Linked DNA regions of Sus scrofa: region 1 is linked to region 2. Evidence: chromatin contacts called from public Hi-C data. All regions are on one chromosome and are shown on one strand. Each heading gives the region's core, a stretch centred on a gene start, on an enhancer-like site or on the middle of the called end of the contact. The rest is flanking DNA. Distances are from core to core; before and after follow the strand shown.

Evidence for each region. Hi-C and Micro-C count contacts between places; a contact is called where the count stands out from the background.
Region 1: a Hi-C map of liver shows a contact between it and region 2, with 3 times the contacts expected there. The contact joins the enhancer-like site here to the promoter of ERN1 in region 2. A contact is called at or near these places in 4 of 5 promoter capture datasets (fetal liver, fetal skeletal muscle and liver), 11 of 47 Hi-C or Micro-C datasets (embryonic fibroblasts, epiblast stem cells, fetal skeletal muscle and 6 more) and 2 of 2 datasets of contacts at active chromatin or transcription factors (alveolar macrophages and skeletal muscle).

What each region holds. Positions count from the first base shown.
Region 1 is chr12:14,922,993-14,927,620 of Sscrofa11.1, reverse strand. It overlaps ERN1 (serine/threonine-protein kinase/endoribonuclease IRE1), which reads right to left. Exons shown (of 22, transcript XM_005668695.3): 3 at 1-8. Among named protein-coding and RNA genes, the nearest start is that of ERN1, 43 kb to the right of the region's middle. Within about 2 kb of position 1,775, at least 26 of the 83 cell types and tissues checked have an H3K27ac peak or open chromatin away from gene starts, as enhancers often do. A contact at or near this core is called in alveolar macrophages, fetal liver, liver and 3 more, where this site is marked.
Region 2 is chr12:14,879,817-14,884,096 of Sscrofa11.1, reverse strand. It overlaps ERN1 (serine/threonine-protein kinase/endoribonuclease IRE1), which reads right to left and starts at 2,184. Exons shown (of 22, transcript XM_005668695.3): 1 at 1,939-2,184. The coding sequence starts at 1,989.

The DNA of each region.
Region 1 (4,628 bases), core at 526-3,025, 44 kb before region 2:
GACTGGATCTGTGCAAAAAGAACAACAAAGGCATCATCAGACAGACTCAAAGATGTCAAGATGCCTAGAGTTCCCAGGACCAGGTCACAAGAGGGACCAGAAACTGAAATTTATCTACATGAGATAACGTAGGTGAAGGCACTTTAGAAAACTCACACACAAAAACAACAAGTATGCTCTTTTGACGGTCACCGAGGTTGGAGAGAGGGCTGGGAGCCGAATGGAACTGCGGTCAAGAAACGGTGCATGTAACTTGGGGGCTGGACGTAGAAGGAAGCCCCAGTGACAACCCACAGTGGACAAAGGGTCACCATCTGACACATCCAGGACTTCTAAAGCCTCAACTATCTCGTTGGCAGATGCCCGGCGTGGTACTAGAGAGTCCCACTAGAAGAAGCAAAACCGTGGCTTGGGAAGCACTTTTGCTGCTGATGAATCCGAATGGATGGTAAATGGGTTCCCCCCTTTGGGGCAGCAACACGATGATTTTAGAGTTTTTTGAGTATTTATTCTTCTTGATTCCCTTTGATCCATGAAACCATTTCCATAAAATCTACTTTAAAAACAACACAAGGAATTCCCATGGTGGGCAGTGGAAACAAATCCGACTAGTAACCATGAGGTTGTGGGTTCGAACCCTGGCCTCGCTCAGTGGGTTAAGGATCCTGCGTTGCTGTGGCTGTGGTGTAGGCTGGCAGCTGTAGGTCTGATTCAACACCTAGCCTGGGAACTTCCGCTGTGGGTGCGGTCCTAAAAAGACAAAAAAAAATAAAATAAAAATAAATAAAACAACACAAAATATAGAAAATGCTTTCTGTATAAGGATCCTCACAGTAGCGTCACAAACAACCTGACTACTCAGTGATGTGGTTAAATTATGGAGTGTCCACTTGGCAGAAAATCAAGGCTTCTAAAAGGGCTTATAAAGTTTAAGAAACATGTATACATCGTTATACTATCATGTTCAGGAGAAAAGAACCTTGTGCCTAGAGTATTCGTGCAGCTGAGGAGAAAAACCTTCAATGTGCATTAAGAAAACTAGATGGAAAGGCAAAAAAAAATGCTAATTGCAAGTTATCTTTGTTGGAAATATAAATGACTCCCCCACCTTTTCCACATTTCCCCAAATTCCTACGAAAGTAGATACTACTTTTGAAATAGGGGAAAAAAAACTGTATCACCAAATTAATTTTAATATTTGCAATAGTCAAAAAGGCAGACTCTCTCCCTCCCTAGAACCTCCCGGTTCCTCAGGGTGCGGGGGTGAGAGGGAGCCGACACAGCAGTGCCTGAACAGCTAGAATCGACAGGCGTGAGACCACACAGCGATGAGGCACTTCCGGCGCTCGAGACCCCATGGGCTGGACAGCCGTGCTGTCCCCAACTTCAAAGCCGGGATGGGGACGGCAAATACAGAGATCTGGTTTGGGGTAGAGTTCCAGGCTCCACGGGCTCTGTTTACGGGGACAGACAGCTGTCCAACGACCCTGGTCGGCTGGGATTCTCAGATGAGAAAAAACTCTTTCAAGTCTTATCACATGCCGGCTTTGCCTTAGGAGCCCAGCTCCGACACGCAGGCATACCGCGCTCACGACACCAGAAGCGCACACACCCCATGCGGTCTGTGGGCAGCAAACAAACAATTCATTAAAACCAAAAGCACTTCAGGAAACAGGAGGAACTTTCAGTCAGCAAGCACATGTTTCTCGTTCCCAGTAATCACCTCACCTCGCGGTGCCCTCTCACAAACAAACTGATGCAAGAGGCAGGAAACACGGGCACAGGCACCCACCCCAGCCAACCGAGTCAAAAAGCAATTACAACCCAGTTTCTCTGATGCACGCCAGGCAGAGCCAGAAGGCAGATTCCAGAGAAGACCCAGCTGTCAAGGGGGCGTTGTTTTTTGTTCATTTCAGCCACTTCAAGGTCTCACAGATAAACCCAGAGGAGGAGGACACCACCGGATCCGAGCAGATTCACTGGAAGCAACGTGTGGAGACCAACAGGATTTCCACTCCAGTGCCTGAGCTTATCTTTGCTGGACAGCGTTTGCTCGCTGTTGGGGACGCGTCCTCTGGCATAGCCTTTCCTGGTTTTCCAGGGCTTATTTCACTGGTTATCTGGCACGGAGGCCTCAAGGTCTGCCCTGTGCCAGCAAGCTTCCAGTTAAGACACAGGCCGCCGGCAGGAGAAAGGGAGGGGCAGGTGGGCACCTGCACAGGTGTGTAGGAGCCAAGCTTTCTCCTAGGCTTAGGGGGACATGAACTCCTGCAGGGGCGCCTTTCCATCCACTGGTAAAGTAGGACTCCGGGAATAAACACCTGCAGAGCTGCAGGCCATGGCACAGAAGCACTGTTAAAACAGGTCTGCTGGGGGTGAGCAAATGTTTAACGCCCTAGTCTGCTTTTTTTTTTTTCTTTTTTGGCCCTGCGGCATATGAAGTTCCCAGGCCAGGGATCAGATCTGAGCCGCAGGAGCAACCTAAGCTGGGGCAATGCCGGATCCTTAACGCACTGCACCAGGCTGGGGATCAAACCCGGGTCCCAGCACTCCCAAGACACCACCGATCCCGCTGCACCACAGCGGGAACTTCACTTTTTTTTTCTTAAAGGATCATTTGAGTCTGAGATTCACTTTAAAATACTACAGGAAAAGAAATCATATGGGAGGAAGGCAGATAAAGCAAAAAAAAAACCGGCAGCTTGTCGATGACTGTTTCAAAGATAGAATTGACAGCGCTGGCCTAATACTTTACTGTCCTCTCTACATATGCTTGAACTTTTCGGTAATAGAAAAGGTTAAAGATAAAAGTAGTTGGAAAGCCAGCAAAATAAAAGTCAAAAGCAGCATCTGAAAATGTACAATGAAAGCCCAACATGAAAGAGGAGTTTGGGATTTAATAATGGGAACTGGTATCAGGCAAGATTCTTAATCTGAAAAAAATAAAATAAAAAATCAGCCATGTGAAAAGAAACAGTGGCCCAACTCTAAGCTATAAACAAGCTGCCGCAAAATAGGCCTCTCTATCTCTAGGGAGGCTGATAAGGGTAAAAGCTATCTCAGGAAGCTGTTTTACTTTCGGAATGAGAAAAGAAAAAAAAAAGATTACAAGTGTAAAAATGGGTGTTGTTCAAGGTAAAGGTAAAAATATCAGAAGAGGGGAAAAAAAAAAACAAAAAACAAAAAAACTGTACTCAGTGTTTGGCCTCCAGGATTAAGACAGGGAGAAACGGATCAGCCCACTGCTTCCCTGGGCACTGCCACTGGACTCGGTTCCTCTCATGGGTCCAGCTCAGGCCTGAAACACCACAACTTTATACCTGGAGAAACGTGGGCAAGGTGCAGTGACACTTATGGCTCCTGTTTTGTGCGGATCAAATCCTCCTTTTCAACCTGAGGCAAAAAATGGCTCAGGGTGGATGTTCACAGAGTTCCCAGCGTGGTGCAGTGGGTTAGGAATCCAACTGCAAGGAGTGCCCATCACAGCTCAGTGGGTTAAGGATCCGGTGTTGCTGTGAGCTGCACCCTAGATCACAGACATAGCTCGGATCCGGCTGTGGTGTAGGCTGGTAGCTGCAGCTCTAATTCAATCCCTAGCCCTGGGAACTTCCATATGCCACACATGTGGCCCTCAAAAAAGCGAAAAAATAAAAAATAAAATAGAATCCAACTGCAGTGACTCAAGTCGCTGCAGAGGCAAGGGTTTGATCCTCAGACGGGTGAGGTGGGTTAAAGGAGCTGCAGCTGTGGCTTGGATTCAATCGCTTGGCAGGTGTGGCCATATTTTAAAAAAAAAGATGTTCACATCCTTCCTTTGTCCAAGTTCATAAGGGTAAAAAGGCAACCATTTTTATTTCCAAAAGGAGTGAATTTCTGCCTTTCCAAGAATACCGTTTTACTTTCATCCTCTACCTCACCCTCTCTCAAACCTCATACCTTCTCCCTCTGTATGGGGTTCCCAAATGCACACCTGACTCTGCTCCCTTCTTAAAGTCTTGGTCCATTGGCACCAATAGCTCTACCCTTTCTGCTACCTCGCCAGCCCTTGGACAACCCACGTGCCTGCTGCCTCAGACCACGTGGTTCCCCCCCGCCCCCGCCTCCTTGAAGCCCCCATCCACCTCCTGGCTTCCGCAGCCCTGAACTGTCTGCTCTTTCACTCATCTCTCTCCCCCACCCCCATCCTTACTCCAACAGGTTCTGCCCTCAGTTCTCTCCAAGAGCACATCCACCCCTGCAGCTTCCACCACAACCATGATGGGACATTCTAGGTCTCCATCTCTTGATCAATTCTTTCTGGACCAGCTGGACATTTCCACCCTCTCCCACCAGCACCTCAACCACCACTTGCCCAAACCACACATCCACACCCATCTTTCTCTCCAGACCAGCTTGGCTCTTAACACTGTTCCCTCCTAAAATTTTGACAGGCAGGCCTCAAACCACACTGCTGACACTCATTTCCCCCCAGCTGCCAAACCCGTGGTCAATATCTGTAATGACCATCCTTCTGTTTCCTACTCCCAGTGTCCCTTCAGCATCACTGGATCCCCTTTTCTCCCAAGTGCACCCTTTTCCCCTAGTCTTTGTGGCCTTTGGACTCAGAAAAATGTAGGCTTAAATCTCTG
Region 2 (4,280 bases), core at 935-3,434:
GAGGTACCAGGTCCCGTCACAGGTGTTCGTGTGTTAGCTGTCCCCATTTCACAGATCAGGAAACAGAGTCTCCAAGACTCTGAGGGCACGGCTAGCAAGGGACCCGACAGAACTCAGGTTTGCCTCATTTTACAGCCAGGACCTTCTGCACACCATCACTGCTGCCCAGCTTAACGCAAACCCTGCAACAGGTTTCACTTAAGAATATTAAAAGATAATTCCCACTATGGCTGAGGAATGAAATTTTTACTAGTAGTCAACTTCGGAGTCAAATTCGGACCTCTTTCCCTAAAAAGTAGTTACACTAAAACATAACCTTTTGATAAGGGTCTGGACTATTTTACCATGAACTCAGAGAAGTCTGGATTTCTAAATACAATTTGGAAATATTTACATGAACTGAAACTATAGTCCTAACTAAAGCTAAATAGTTTTGGCTCTTTAGCCAAAGTTATTCAAAAACTAAAACACGAGAATCCAGTGAAAGATTAGCAAATGAAAAGATGTGGCAAAGAAAACCATACACACAAAGTCCTGATGATATGGAAGGAATGACTCTCAGGTCACACATTTTGGTCATTCCCTTTACATTATTATTTGTGAACAGATGCCAGGCAGCAGTTAACCAGCGCAAGATAAAATGTTCAAGTTCAAAACCTGACCCTAGTTGTGAAAGTGAATTTTTTTTCTTAGATAAGAAACTGAACTTACATGAGTTTTATTGTGAAGTGTGTACAAACTTTCCTTAAAAAAAAAAAAAACACGCTGCATTTGAAAAAGGGGGCCTCACATTACTTCAGCTGTTTCCAAATGCTTGTTACCTCAAGAGCAGACTATTATTTACCGAAAATGCACAACCTCGGAAAAGTTCATGCTGTGGCACTCAGGTACACACGTGCCAATCCTCCATCTGGACATCTGGTACCTGATATACCATATTAGAAAGTACACAGTGGAGGTCATTAAACAGAACCTGCTCCAGTGCGCCATGCCCACATCCTGAACAATAGTTTCTTGTTTTGTTTTCTTTCTTTTTTTTTTTTTTAAACCACTCGCTCATTTAGGTTCTTCCAGCCAGAAGGGAAAAAAAAAGCCAAATCTGTCCACAAAATGTCCTCCTAGCCACGGTGCCCAAATCCACAGCCTGAGTAAAGGCCTGAAATAGTTAAATAAATAGAAGAGCAACCCAGCTCTTCTCTCCAGAAAAGAAATGAAAAGACGTTTCAGACAGTCCCATGGTGCTCTCCCGTGAGGTGGAGACCTTCCGTTTGAAGTTTCCAAGAGGTTTCACCGCTGTCCCATATGGGGGTCTTGAAAAACACTCCAACGCCCACCATTTAACCTACTTCACCAAGGCTTGCTGCCCGAAAGGAAGCCCGCTGCCTCCAATGCCAAGAAACCTGGAGCAGGTAAGCAGAATCAAGGTCTGGGCTAAAACTGCTTACCCCCTTCCAGCTGCCTTCATTTCCCAAAGTTCTTGCATTTTGGAAAGTTCAAACGCGGATAATAAATGCAACACATTCTCTCCCCCTTGATTACAGGGCCCGTTCTGCCCTTTCTCCGCGGCCACCGCCAGGCAGGGCAGGCGCCCACCTGTGGGAAGGGTCCGGCAGGTGGGGCGGCTCCCAAGGGTCCCGGGCCTTCCGGAGACAAGAGGTGCCGCTGGGGCGACACAAAGTTGCGCCAGAGAGCACGCGGCCCAGGAGGCGCTGCGGGTGACAGCCGCGCTGGCCCGCGAGGCCCCTGGGTGGCGGACGCCTCGGCGCGGCCGGCCGTGGCCGCCACTTCGGCCGGTCCAGAGGCCGTCGCTCCGCTCCCGGCGCCGCCCTCGCCGGGGCGCACCGAGCCAGGGGACGCCGCCGCCGACGTCACCGTACTCCCAGCTCGGACCCCGGCCCTCCCTGCGCTGCCCCCACCCCAAGCTCCCCGGTCACTCACCCCGGGACCGGGCAGCAGCAACGCCAGCAGCAGAAGCAGCCGGCCAGGCATGGCGAGGACTCGGCCCTGGCTCCAGGCCGGCCGGCTCCAGAGGGGCGGTGCGGGCGGGCGGGCAGAGGACCGGGCGGGGGCGCCGCGACGACAGCGCGGCTGCGGCCGGGATTCAGCGAACGCAGAGCTGACTAGGCGGTGGCGGCACCCCCATTCCCCACCGTATAAGAGCCTGGAGCCGGCGCTTCTTCCGGTCGGGGCGGGGTCGGGGCGGGGCCCAGCCTAAGGATGGCCCTGAGATGGGGCGGGGCCCAGGCTCAGGGGCGGGGCTGAGGGCAGACTGGGGCGGGGCTAGCGCGGAAGGGGTGGTGGTGGGCGGGGCCATGGGCGGGGCGGCCCTCTGACTGTCCGTGGGTCCTTCAGCACCAGCTGTGGGAGCGGACGTTCAGACACCTCGGTCCCGCGTCTAGGGACATTGAGTGACCCAGTCAAGGAGCTTGTCTGAGGAATAGGGGAGGCCAGCAACCTCGCCTCGCGGGTTCACCCCCTGCTCCAGGCGGCTCGGTCGCCGAGGGACCTGCTACGTCATACTTGATCAGGAAAGAGCAGGAGTGTGGCGATGCCAAGTGTCCAGAACCCCTGTTTCGTCCTCACGCCTTAGAAGACAGTAGGAGGGATCGTTGGCGAGCTCGGGAGTGAGGATCAGACTCTAGCAGGCGATTCCCGCAAACCCAGAACTTGTGCTCTGCGAAGGGCTGTCTCTGAGTTCGCAGTCCTGGGATGCTCTAGCTGTGTCTCATTTAGCCTAAAGCCCCCTTTCTTCCCTTTCTTTCCCCTCAGGAATTCCCCTCAAATTATGTCCAACAACCATGTTCCCTTTGGAATAACCATGGCCAACTCATTCGCCAAAAATTACAAGCAAAGAAGGAAACCATTTCAGCTGTGATGTCATATGTGTTTGTGTGGCATTTGTAGATGTGAAGCTTGACATATGCCACACGGGAGTGGGTTTGCTGAGGACTCATACAAGGTCTTTTTGAAGGTTATGGGCTATTAACCTGATCTAAAGAGACAGGCAGCTGTTTGGTCCTGGGTCCCATGCCGCCCTCCACTGAGATGGAAGCAGGGAGAGAGGACATTGTAACAAGAGAGAATAAAATAATTTTCAGAGCACAACATTTCCATATTCTAGGAGAAAAAGGAAAAAAGAATAGCAACTTCTCTAATTTTTCCCATCTTGCTCATATGACAGATTTTTCAGGCTTTGGGGGAAAGTAGTAAGCAACACTGGAGAAAGCAAAGTAATCAGGACTATATTCAATATCTTATAATAACCTATAACAGAAAAGAATCTGAAAAAGACTGTGTATATATATATATCTGTCTTTTCTAGGGCCGCATCCGCAGCATATGGAGGTTCCCAGGCCAGGGGTCTAATCGGAGCAGTAGCCGCCAGCCTATACCAGGGCCACTGCAACGTGGGATTCGAGCCGCATCTGTAACCTACACCACAGCTCAGATCCTTAACCCACTGAGCAAGACCAGGGATTGAACCCACAACCTCATGGTTCCTAGTTGGATTCGTCAACCACTGAGCCATAACGGGAGCTCCAAGGCTGTATGTATATATCTGAATCACTTTGCAATACACTTGAAGCCAACACAACATTGTAAAGCAACTGTACTGCAATTATAAAAAATTGATTAGGAGCTCCTATTGTGGCGCAGCAGAAAAGAATCCGACTACTAACCATGAGGTTGCAGGTTCGATCCCTGGCTGCACTCAGTGGATCAAGGATCCAGTTTTGCCGTGAGCTGTGGTGTAGGTCACAGACACAGCCTGTATCTGACGTTGCTACAGCTGCGGTGGCTACAGCTCCGATTAGACCCCTAGCCTGAAAACCTCCACATGCTGCAGGTGCAGCCCTAAAAAAAAAAAAAAAAAAAAAAAAAAAAAAAAAAAAAAAATAATAATTAATTAAATATAGGAGTTCCCACTGTCACAGTGGGTTAAGAACCTGACTACAGCAAATTCGATCCCCAGCCCTGAGCAGTGGGTTAAAGGATCTGGTGTTGCTGAGGTTCGGATTCAATCCCTGGCCCAGGAACTTCCATATGTTGCAGGTGCAGCTATAAAACTATAATAATTAAAAGTAAATAGGAGTTTCCTAGCAGTTAGGGACATGGTGTTGCAACTGCTGTGGCTCCGATCACTGCTGTGGTGAGGGTTCGATCCCTGGCCCAGGAACTTCTGCATGCCATTTGCTTGGCCAACTAAATAAATGAGAGAAGTAGTGGGGGACTGACCAGATGTATGGTCTCATCGACGAGGTTCCCCACTGGCAACCTCA